2 separate regions of the Mus musculus genome follow, and region 1 is linked to region 2. The links are chromatin contacts, called in public Hi-C maps. All regions are on one chromosome and are shown on one strand. The core of a region is the stretch at or near the end of the contact, and the rest is flanking DNA. Distances in the headings are between cores, read along the strand shown. Region 1 has its middle 9.6 kb from the start of Gm22740. Region 2 overlaps Grk3 (G protein-coupled receptor kinase 3).

Region 1 (5,981 bases), core at 3,142-5,641, 79 kb after region 2:
AGCCTGAATGCAGACTCGCTCTCCCGATGATCAGCAAAATCAATTCAATGTCAAGGTTTTCCTGCCAGTGCCGAGCTTTCAGGCAAGAATGCTTTTCAGAAACTCTTCACCCCAGTTGGTGTCCCTTTCCTCGAAGCTTCTGGAATTAATGTGACAGCTTCCACTGAGCCGTGTCTGCAGCCTGCTTCCAGGGTGGACAGACCTAGTGCTCAGTTGCCACTGCCCCTGCAAGCAAGGCCCAGCAGAGGACCTACCTCCATGCTGGTCATTTCTCCATCACCTCCCTGGCTCTTTGACTCTACCACTTAGGATCCCAGAAGTCTAGCCTCCAACTCCCTGCTGCCTGCCTCCACACCCGTCAGCATCCTTCGCAACTGACAACCATACCAGCCTGGCTTATCCTCACTTTGTCTCTCCGTGTGACCACTCAGAGCATCTTCCTAGATAGTCACTGAGTCAACAGCCTTTTGAGCCATCTTAGGACCTGGCTGCCTGTCCATCAAGAAACATAATCCAAAATTCTTAGCAAAGTGTTTGTCATAGTCTTGTTCCAATCTCATTTCTTCGGTCCAACCCACTTGTTTATTCATCCCAACCTCGGCGCCTCTGAACAGGCTGCTGGCTTGTTTTTATTCAACTCAAATCGGTTCCCTAACCGGAACTTTCACCTCCTCCTCTACACATCCACATAACTAATTCCCACCCACCCCACCCCACCTCATCTTGCTGCCTCTAACCCCAAACTAACCCTCCTCTTACAGTTAGAATCTGAAATGTACCCAAAGGCTGGAGAGTTGAGTGTTCTTTGGTCACTAGCCAATGGCACTGTTTGAGGAAGGGTGTGACGTCTTTAGATGGAGCATCTCTGTCTCTGTCTGCTCTCTGCTTCCTCATCCACACCCACTAAAGTCTCCTGCCACGGAAAACTCCACCAGCCTAGGTAGACTGAGATCTCCGAAGCTTTGAACTGAATGAAGCCCATCCACCCCGACTTGCTTCTGTCAGGTGATTTACCACAGTGGTGGAAACAGAATCAGGCCATATCGATCCCTCCAGGCTCCTGTCATTATTGCTCACAGGCTAATCCTTATGTTCTGAGCAGGGAGCAGGTGGTCTCCAACTGGGATAACCTATATGAAGCAGAAAACTTGGAGTACAGAAGCCACAGAAACAAACCCAAGAGGATCTAGAGCAGAGGCTTTCAACCTTCCTGACGCTGTGACCCTTCAATACTCTTCCTCGTGTTGGGGTGACCCTCAACTGCGAGATTATTTCATTGCTACTTCATGACTGTCATCTTGCTGCTGTTATGAATTGTGATGTAGGTATCTGTGTTTTCCGACGGTCTTAGGTGACCACTGTGAGAGAGTCATTTAAATCCCCAAAGAAAAAGGAGTTGTGACCCACAGGTTGAGAAACACAGATCTAGAATTTCTGTGTGGTCCTAGAATATGCCAAGGGATGATGTCACCACCAAAGAAAAGCCAGGAAGCCATGGATGGTGCTGTGAGTTCTGCTGACCATTGGAAGGGAAGAGAGTAGCACTCTTCCCTGTTGTAGAAGCAGAAAAGGGACCGTGTCCTTCGTTACCCTTTGAGGCCAGCCCTGCGCTGATTCCAATGACACTGGAATTGCACACAGGGACATACTGAAGATCAGAAATGTGGAGGACTTCATTTCAGAGCACTTGGTAAATATCTTGGGGTTAAGAGCCCAGTCTAAACCCCAAATCCACCTCCACAGACACCATGTTCCCATTGCCTGCCAGGTGCTCACCATGCCTCCTGTGTGTAAGGGGAGGTTCTGATGTTAAAGTCCTATTCCCTAATTGGTTGTAGGTTTGTCAATAAAAAAAAGGCCAGGAGCCAATTGCTGGGCCGAGGTATAGGTGGGACTTCCAGGTCCCATTGGGGGAAAAGGAGCCTCAGAGAAGGAGAGGAAGAGCTTTTCTGCCATGCTTTGGAGGAAGAACACAGCATGTACAGTCTCAGGGAGAGCTTGGGCCTGCGGCCTCCACTACATACGTGTGGGTGGCCATGGATGTTTGGCAGGGGCTAGGTGGGACTAGCCACTAAGTTTAGGGCAGGTGGTGAGATAGAGGAAATAGATTGGTAAGGGCAGACTTTCCCAGGTGGGGGATATCTGTACCTAGCAATTGTGCCTAGAAGCCAAGTTATAAAGTGACAAGTTGTGTGTGTGTGTGTCTTTTATCCATGAATTCACAGGTCTTGGGAGTGGGCTGGTGGAGTGGTCACCTCCTGGAGCTAAAGGTGGGAATGAAGGAAAGCTGAGAGGGACTAGCAGCACAGCCATTCTTGGCGGGGGGGGGGGGGGGGGGAGGGGGGGCAGGCGCGAAGGAGGCAGTAATGTTTTGAAACTACATGCAACATTTCTGTATATGTGTGTGTGTGTGTGTGTGTGTGTATACAACACTGCATTTCATACATGTTTTCATATAATTATCTAATGCATTTTGACCCCACCCCCCCACACACTCCTTGGTCCTCGCTCTTCTCAAAGGCTAAGGCTTTCCTCTTTACATCCCTGTCTCATGTCTCACACACACACACACGTACATGCACACGCGCGTGCACACACACACACACACACACACACACACACACACGAGTTTATGTGTCTGTATAAAATGTGGAATTCACAAATGAAGGGGAAAAAAACCAATATCTGTCTTTCTGAGTTTGATTTAAATTGCTAAATATGATCATCTCCAGCTGCCTTGCTTTCTGCAAACGACACCATTTCACTTTTATTATGTGCATTGCCATATTTTCTTTATCTGGCCTCTGTTGATGACATGCAGGCTGATTCCACAACTCAGCTACTGCCACCAGTACTATAATAAACATCAATGGAATCCTGTTGCTGGATAAAATGCCCTGGGGGGAGGGGAGATGCACCTTAGGGGAGAAGGGAGCTCATTTTCAGGTTACAGTTCCAGCTTGTAGTCTGTCATAGTAGGGTTATCACAATGATCGTAGCACCAAACAGCTGGACACATCACATCTGTGGTCAAGAGGAGAGGAGAGAGAATTCTTGCACGCTCCCTTTCTTGTACCAGGTTCCATTCCTCCTCTGGTAGGCAATCCAGGTTCCCCTGCCTAAGGAATGGTGCTGCCCATAGTGGGTGGGGTCTTCCTACATCGGTGAAGACACTCCCCGTGGACATGCCAACAGGCTACCCAGTGTAGACTTCTCCCATATGATTTTAAGTAGAATCAAGTTGCTACAGAACATCCTTAAGCCAAATCTAAAGTCCAAAATGTCCTGAACTTGGAAGCTGCCCATCACCAATTCATAGGTATCTCAGGGCTAATAATTTGGAGTCCTTTGAGCAAGTACACAGGAGTGGTATAGCTGGGTCTCGGAGTAGTTCTGTTCTCAGCCTTTTGAGAAACCTTTGTACTGGTTTGCATGGTGTCTGCAGTCAGTCATTCACATTTGTCAGCAGAATCTATGGGTTTCCTTCTCTCTGTTTCCTCTCCAACATTTGCTCTCTTTTGTTTTTCTGATGACAGCCAGTCTGGCTGGGGCTAGAAGGAATCTCAATGTGTTCTTAATTTGCATTTCCCTGATGGCTAGTGGTGTTGAACATTTTCATGCAATTGCTGGCAGTTCCGAGTGGATCAAAGACCTCAGCTTCAGACCTAGAACTCTAAAACTGTCAGAGAGGGGGGGAAAAAACCACAGAAACCACTTCAAGATATACAGACGCAGCCAGGGTCTTTCTGCAAAAGACTCAGACAGGAAAGAGACAAGAGCCAATGAGTGGGCATTGTAAGACTACAAAGTTTCCATCCAGCAAAGAAACAGCTGAGTGAGAGGCAGCCCACAAGACAGGCGGAGAAAAACAACGTTGCCACCTACAACCTAGAATATACAAATAAATCAGAAGGGTAACTGCCAAGAAATCAAACTACTCGCCTGGCAAACTGGATACTGAAATGGACAGATGGGCCTGAGGAGCTGAGGGGCACCGGGGTGCTGATCCATCCCGTGGTCTGGTGTGGAAATGACCCTGTGTGGCATCACACGTGTGCCAGAAAAGCTTCCAAGTTCAGAACATTTTGGACTTTAGATTTGGCTTAAGGATGTTCTGTGGCTCACATGCCACCATAGACAGACAGTCCCTAAGAGAGGTGTCATGGCTACAAACAGCAAGCACTGCCCTCTCCTCCCCACCCCCATCCTCCTGCTCCACACTGGCTCTCCCTATCTCTGTCCCCTGGGCAAGCAGCCACCCAGAAGCCTCTTTACCTTGCTTGAGTCCTCACTTCCTGGATAAATACAGCTGATGTCTGACACTCCTTCAGCACTTAAATGCCGTCAGCATACAGTATTACCCAATAAATAAATATTTGCGAGTGTAAAATAAATCTTCTGGGGCCTTGTGCTACCCACTCTTCCTGGATACTTTACTTTCATTTTCAGTGGGCTGTGAGGTAGATGCTAGTTTTCATTTGTACTTTACAGATCAGGACTCAGGCTCAGAGACAGAAGGAAAGAAACTTGCCCAAGGTCCCTCTGCTGGGACAGGAGCACAGACATGCCTGATCTATGCTCAGGTCACGGTCACGGTGTTGTGCTTGGATTACTCCTGGTACCCTCCCCATCACCACTCATTCAGAGATTTTATTTCTGTTTCCAGTTATGTGCAGTATACGTGGACTTGTGCGCATATGTGAAGTAAACTCAGAAGCCAGAAGAGGGCTTGGGAGCCCCTAGAGCCAGAGTTGCAGGTGACTGTGAGCCGGCTCGATGTGGGTGCTGGGGACTGAGCTCAGGTCCTCTGGAAGAGCAGCGAGTGCTCTTAGCTGCACCCCAGCATTGGCCTGGCACATACAAAACCACAGCTTGCATACCCAGAATTGGATCTGCTTTTCTGAAGAAAGGTTGCACACAGCTTCTAGCAAATTTTCAAGAGACCATGGACCACCCAAAAAGCACGAAGAGCCACACACCGACTTATAAAGAAAAAATCCAAGTATGTCTGTTCACGGGTGTGAGTGTGGGCGTGTCACAGCATGTGTGTAAGGTCAGAGGATGACTGGGGGGGCGGGCCTCTTCTTCCACTTTAAGGGGTCAGGCCTCTCCTTCCACTATGGTTCAAACAGGATCCCTGCCAGGCTAACTGGCTCTCCTCCCTCCCCTCCCATCTCCACATAGGAGCACTGGGATTACCACCTCCTGCCACATGGGTTCTGGAAACTTTAACTCCTCATGTTTTAGGACCAGGGCTTTACCCAATGAGCTAACCCTTTGCTGCTGCCACGTGATGGCTTTAATGTCCTCCATGTTCAGGATCCACAACTTGAGCTGAAAGGGTTTTCCCCTCCCCCCTCCCATCCCCTCCCTCTCCCCTGCCTCTTCCCCTCCTCCTCCTCCCTCCCCCTCCCCCTTCTCTCCCTTCCTCCCCCTCAGGAGGCAAATGTTAACTTCAAATTTAAAATTTAGAATCCAAATTGAATAGCCACAGGTGCTCTGAAAATAAGCCCCAGGGATGGATGGCCTTAGCATCTGCCCTCAAAAAAATTCAAGATAGATACGGGAAAAAAAATCAGAAATGAGCATGAGTGACTTTGATTGCTTTCTCCTTCTGTGTCTTAGAGGAAAGCCTTGGACTTGCTTTGTAACCTGGTGATCTTGAACCTTGACCCCTGTGCCTCAGCTTCTCAGTGTTTTCCTGTACCAGCTATATTATAATAAATATATAATAAAAATATCTCTTACCTTCTAAGAGGATAGAACTTTTGCAGAACCCCACATTCGAGTTAATATTTGAGGTCGCTTAAGACTTAAGACTTCTATCCTACTGTGGGCTCAGCCTTTTTGTTTAAACTTCCTTTAAGGGAACAATATAGCAACCAACCTTACTCGCCTAGGATTTCCCATGTAATCCGTTTTTTACAACCCAAGCCAACACAAAGCTGTGTTCTTAAGTTATATGCTCTTTCATGCCCTGA
Region 2 (6,469 bases), core at 3,752-6,251:
CCCCCAACAGCTCCTTATAAGGTGGTTTGCACAGTGCCAGGTACAGGCTCCCCTTGACCCAGTTCCAGCAAGGTGGATTTGAGTACTTTTTTATTCACCAGCCTCAGCCCTGACACATCAAGTTCTGAGCATGCGAGCCATTCAAGTTTGAGTCTCTCTAACAGACAAGGCTTGCTTCCCCAGTCTCAGATCTACGTCACTGGGATGATTTCTGCCCACCTGGGAAAACCCATGACTACTTCATCTGGCCTGGCTACACCTGCCAACAGAGCCTTCCCTCATCTCTGTGGGAGAAGTGATGGCCTGACAGCACCCAATGGCATCTGACCAAGCTGACCTTGAGACTGAACAAAACACCTGTGGCCAACCCTTCCCCCACCACACCAGGGAACCCCTCCCCCAGACACTAGCCTGGAGCTCAGTTGCTCCCTTGGGCAGTCTCCCTAGTGAGATGAGAGGGAACACCATTGGCTACAGTTCTCACCATCTTACCAGAAGCCCCATGGAGCTTTTCAATGAGACAATATTAAACACCCAGTAAGGGAGGAAGACTGGCAAGCCTCATTGATCCAGGAGCCAAGCAGACACCAGAAGGAGGGTCACAGGGTGTCCAGGACACACAGAACTGAGCACTGACACTCCCAAGTCACCTTACTATAGTGTGCCAGGTTGAAGCACCTGGATTGTCATTAGCAAAACAGTCAAGTATCTGAACATGAGGAGGGTTAATTCCCTCAAGTTAGTTCAAGTTAGTGGCCCAATAGAACCTGGATTTCGAGTTTATTTCCTTCAGGTTGGACCAAAGCAAAGATGCTGTACTTCTCACCCCACTAGCCCTTCATCTGAATAAGGGAAACATTAAAAGAATACATGCAACCTGACCTTTCCAACACCAAGAGAAAAAAAAAAGAAAGAAAGAAGAAAAAGAACAGAACAGAACATCCTCCATTAGACTTCTTAAAAGCCAATGGGGCTTTGAAATAACTCATTAAAAAAGAGGCTAAATGTCCAGAGTTGGAAGAAAAACGTGCGTAATTAGGGCGCATAATTAGGGATTAATTAGAGTCCACCCCTCATTTCATTTTACAGTTCACCTAAATGATGTGGTTGTTTTGCTTCAGTAGCAAACAGTTCTTCTAGAAGCTCCAAAAAGAAGTGCTAGAGTCATTGTCAACTGCAATTCAATAAAAACAGGTCACACAAACAAACACACACACACACACACACACACACAAACCCAGAAAACAAAAACAAAAACAAAAAACACTTTGTCTCCAAAGGAATGATCCTAAAGGTGAGCTTGGGTCAGTGTGGCCAAAAACCAGAAGGGGTGGGTCTGTTCTGTGGTCTCTGCAGCCTTCTTGACCACTGAAACGGGCTCTTAGCCATTAAGGTTTGATGCCTTCAAATCCTTTAGGCAGGAGGACTGTGCATGGAATCCAGCTGTGTCAGTCAGAAGGACCCCACAGGAGGTGACCGTCAGAAATTATCCACCTACAGCCTGCACAGTGACAGTCAGAGACCCTCCACTTATTACAGGGAGCATTAACCTGCCAGCCACCAGTGTACAGTATACTCTGCCTATGGCACAACTCCATCCTAAGCCTCTGGTCTGCTCTGAGTGCTGGCTGACAGCTGCGTGGTGCCCACACACCTGCACAGATTTCAACAAGAGCTGTCTTGTTTGGTAGCTCTGTACAAACATAGAAAGGCCACTGGGTGGTGGTGGTGGTGGTGGTGGTGATGATGGTGGTGGTGGTAGTGTTGCTGCTGCTGGTGGTGGTGGTGGTGATACTGGGATCGAACCCAAGGCCTCCTGCTTGCTCCTCAAATGTTCATTCTCCAAGCCATATCTCCAGGTCTGAAGCTGAGGCTTGGATGCCTGACACCACTACCAGACGAATAAGTTGGAGTCAAAGCCCCGCCCTCTGCCTGGCTTATAGTGGACAGGGCTCCCGTTCCTCCTTTGGCTTGCTTTCCTTCATGCAGGACATTTTAAAATCGCATTGCAGTGTTCTTATCACCATAATTGTCTGCCCTATGGGCACCATGCTCTGCTAAGAAGAAAACCAGGAGAAGGGAACAGCTCCGGGAGGAGGTGCTGGTTCTGAAGGCCTCCCCTCCAGCTCAGAGAGAGGCTTCACACCCCACCCAACCAGCACAAGCCCGTCCTGTGTCACACCCAACCCTTTCTGGGTCAACCAACTTTGTGATCGAGCGGGACAGACAATAGCAACTGACAAGACATCAGAAGCCATGGGACTTACTCACCCCAGTGCTAACGAGAGACAGCATGATCCTCTCGTTCAAAGCCAGAGTCTCCCCCTGCTTCATCTTCACCCTTTTCTTGTCTAAGCACTTCATGGCATACCTGGGGGCATAAAGACGAGAGTAGAGTCTAGGCTAGGAACCCACACCAGGCTACACCAACCTCCAGGCTATTTCTACCACAGCGAGGAGAAGCAAGATGGCACTCAGAGGAAGCAAGATGGTGCCCGAGTGGCCTCCGAGGACTCTCCACTGTGGGAGAAAACAATCAAACAGTACTACAGGGACTTCTTGCACCGTGTGGATAGAGATGCATTAGATAAATGGGGCAGAAGCAAAAATAATAAATACTTAACATGCACTCTGGTGCTACCGAGCAGGGGAGAAGAATGCCTGGATCGGATTTAGCTCTTTGGACTCTTCGGCGTAAAGACCCTAACTGGATTCTTCTGTACTTACACATGGCCTATACTCTATCAGGTGACAAGAAGATTTCTCACGTCTGCTCCTGTCTAACTAAGGGGCCCAAGGGACAACTTAAAATTTGCAAGAACCCGTGATAAGATCACAAGGGGAACTGACCCGTCATTTGGCTTTTTCCATAATTCACAGACAGAGAACCGCAAGAAATGTTTTCAGTAGAACAGTGAGACGCTGAGAGAGGATTCTTAACTTGTTACAAGAGTTTTAAGGACAGAAAATTTCCTGTGACTGTCACATTTGCTTGGAACTGCCCAGCGGGTGTATGTGTGTGTGTGTGTGTGGGGGGGGGTGGTATCAGAGTCCAGAACTCAGAAATGCATGGCTGTTAACTGAAACACAGTGAGCAGAGGTAGGTGCATATCTCTGAGTCTGAGGTCAGCCTGGTCTACACAGGAAGTATCAGGCCAACCAGGGCTAGGTGTGACTCTGTCATGTGGCCTATAGAAAAACAGTCTGAGACGCAGCAAGGAGTTTAACCACAGCGTGGAGCCCTGAGAACATGGGAAACAATGTATCTCTGATGCGGGACCTAGCTGCTCCAGTCTCCATCCTCTGCCAGGATGGTTGTTTTCATAGAACCGTCCACTGAAGAGCGAGCAATCAGTATAGTCAGGCCCTGGGCACACGCTCAGCAGGATTCCTACACAAGGGAAGACACCATGGCTCAGCCCAAAGGGCAGCAGGTACCAATTCCAGGACAGGCTCCCTGCTGTGTGCACTCCATGTGTGGATCCTGTTAGCTTCCCCAGTGGCTCTAAGAAGTGAAGGGCCAGGCTTCCTGACCAAATCCAAACATCTATTTCTTTCTGTGGAACTGAGGCCCTCTTAACAGTCCCGTGAGACAAGACAGAGGCTCACATTTTACCGGTGTCTGCTTTCCTGCAGCCATAAACTTCCCCAAACCCTCCTCGGCCGATGATCCTGTGCACACTGAAGTCGTTCATGCTCAGCTGTGGAAGCACAAGACAAAACAAAGACATAAAATCACATGAAGTCGGGGTAAGGACAGAGATAGTCCAGTGTCACCTTCCACTCCCAGGACCTTAAGCTGAGAGATGAGACTGCAAGATGCTGTAACCAGGGACAACCTTCTGCCTTAGCCGCCACCCTGAGACATACCAGGTCCAACATGGAGACAGGTGAGGGGGAGAGGAAGGTGGGGGAGGGGACTGTCCCTCTACTCTGAAAACCTTAGGTTATGCAAGCTGTGGCGTCCGGGCAGCACAAGTGTAGAACTACTAGACAATATGAGAAGTGATCTCAGGCACCAGGAAGCCTACAGTTCAGGGACAGAGACTTCTTCACACTGTCCTGGTGGGAAGGCAAGAGTCCATGTGGAGGGCAGCTGTTTCAGAACAAACCCCCTGACTGGAAATGCTGAGAGGCAGGCCATGAGAATCGGGACTCCTCACAGGAACATAAAAAAAAGGGCCACAGAAAGAGACTTCATTCACACAGACATTCCCTCCACCGACAGAGCCCAGGGGTCAGGAAAGGTGTGTGTGTGTGTGTGTGTGTGTGTGTGTGTGTGTGTGTGTGTAAGCCTGTGTGTGCATATGTGTGTATCCTTGTGTGTCTGTGTATGTATGTATATGCCTCTGTGTGACTATGTATGTATGTGTGTGTGTATGTGGTACATATGTGTGACTGTATATGTATGTATATTCCTCTATATGACTGTACGTACGTATGTATGTATATGTGGTACATATGTATGACTGTGTATATATATGTATGTATGTGAGTATGTGTGTATGTCTCTGTGTGTGTGTGTGTATAAGCCTGTGTATATATGTGTGTATGATTGTGTGTCTGTGTGTATGTGAGTGGATGTGTGTGACTGTGTATATGTATATGTATGTATGTGAGTACATGTATATGACTGTGTGTACGTATGTGTGTGCATGTGTATGACTATGTGTGTGTGTGTATGTGTGCATGTGCATGTGTTACAACCCCTGTCTTTTAAATCATCCGAAACACAGGATGCAAGGGAAAGGTTTGGAAAAGCCCTTTTCCCACAACTCTGGATGCTAGGGGAAGGTTTGGAAAGCCCTTTCCCCACAACTCTGCTTTAAGTGCAAATCTTTCTTTAAAAACGAAAACACAACTGATTCTTTTATCTGATCCAAACTGTGTATCTCCAGAAGATCCATGGGAGGGGAGGGGAGGGTGCAGACAGAACTGTGCACCCAAACGCGACCCGCGGAGCGGTCCTTTCCTAGAGTGACTGACATTTCAGCTTAGAGGATGGCGAGATACCTAGGAACCACCCAGTGGGGCGGCCTGTGGTCAAGGGTCACTCTGCTCCATATCCCTGGGTTTGTTGTTGTTCTCTCTCTCTCTGTCTCTCTCTCTCTCTCTGTGTGTCTCTCTCTTTCTCTCTGTGTCTCTGTCTCTCTGTGTGTTTCTCTGTGTCTCTCTCTGTCTCTCTGTCTCTCTCTCTGTGGTGTGTGTGTGTGTGTGAATGAGAGACTGACTTCTGCACTGGCTAGCCCAGTGTTCTCTCATTGATCTGAATACCCAACCCCCCACTTCCACCTTATTCCAAAGTAAGAAAAACAAAACCAAACAACCCTGCAACCTTATTCTAGACAACTTTCCTGCTCATTTTATTATACCCTGCAGTAAGACAGGTGAAAGGAACTCCACAGTATGATTTGGCAAGAGCCCAGGCTGCGCAGTCGTGATAGTGAAAGGAAGGCTTACATCGCCGGTGTTATTTTTGGTAAAGGGTCAATCAATTGCAACCTAAAATAGACTTTCTTACGCACATAAGCTCATTCTCACACAAACACGAGGAAAGAAAGTTAAGGTCGCAACTGCTTATCACTGAGCATGGGAGCCCGGCCTTTTAGTCCACGGACTTATAAGAAGCACATCTGTGCGGTGCCGCATACCCTTGGGGAGAACGTTCCAGAACAAAGCACTTTCTCACGACATTAGGGCAGAGGAAGTCTTTATTTAAAAGTGTGGGTGGGGGGTGGTGCAGAAAAGTATGGTACTCACGTGAATATTCAACTCCACGTTCTTCCACTGACAGAATCTAGTGAATTTATCGCTAAAAGAGAATATAAGCAATTACTGGAGAGTTCCGTGAGCACCTAACTGGAGTCCTAGAGGAGCCCATGGGATGGGATCCAACTCCTGTGCCGCCTCTCACACAAGGAAAACATTCTCACACACCACGACTGGCACGCCTCCAACGCAACCCCTGTACCTGTGACTCAGGAAGATCTTGGAAGTGGGAGCAGAAAGATTATAAGACCAGAGGATCAACATACGACAGGGACACTACACCTGTGAACTCTTAGCAATGAGGTTGCCGGAACAAGACCAGCACAGCGATAATACCAGGTGACCTACCAACGGGGAAAAGAGACATTTCACATGGTCCCACCCCTAAATGAAAACCAGTCCACTAAAGGATAAGCACCCACATAGATTTAATCCCTGCATATATGTACACGTGAGAGTAAGTATATGAACATGTGCACTTATACATATAAATTCACAACTATATACACATAGCAATAGCCATTTTAGGCAAGACCATGAACTTGGGAAGAAACAAACATGGGAGTAGCTAGAGGGGGAGGAGTAGCTGGAGGAAGGAGGAGTAGCTGGGGGAGGAGTAGCTGGAGGGAGGAGCTGAAGGGAGGAAGAGATGAAGGAGGAGGAGCTGGAGGGAGGAGGGCAGGTATGATGAGATACAATT

What was found. A called contact is a pair of places that touch in the nucleus more often than the background predicts.
Region 1: a contact with region 2 is called in a Hi-C map of liver, with 2.0 times the contacts expected there. The contact joins two enhancer-like sites. A contact is called at or near these places in 13 of 484 Hi-C or Micro-C datasets (the MNK3 cell line, the N1E-115 cell line, bone marrow-derived macrophages and 9 more) and 5 of 115 datasets of contacts at active chromatin or transcription factors (SST interneurons, astrocytes, double positive thymocytes and 2 more).

Annotation. Positions count from the first base shown.
Region 1 is chr5:113,031,585-113,037,565 of GRCm38.p6, forward strand. No RefSeq gene overlaps it. Among named protein-coding and RNA genes, the nearest start is that of Gm22740, 9.6 kb to the right of the region's middle. Within about 2 kb of position 4,392, at least 86 of the 459 cell types and tissues checked have an H3K27ac peak or open chromatin away from gene starts, as enhancers often do. A contact at or near this core is called in the N1E-115 cell line and liver, where this site is marked.
Region 2 is chr5:112,951,555-112,958,023 of GRCm38.p6, forward strand. It overlaps Grk3 (G protein-coupled receptor kinase 3), which reads right to left. Exons shown (of 21, transcript NM_177078.4): 7 at 5,761-5,812; 8 at 3,610-3,701; 9 at 2,272-2,371. Among named protein-coding and RNA genes, the nearest start is that of Myo18b, 58 kb to the left of the region's middle. Within about 2 kb of position 5,002, at least 8 of the 459 cell types and tissues checked have an H3K27ac peak or open chromatin away from gene starts, as enhancers often do. A contact at or near this core is called in the N1E-115 cell line and liver, where this site is marked.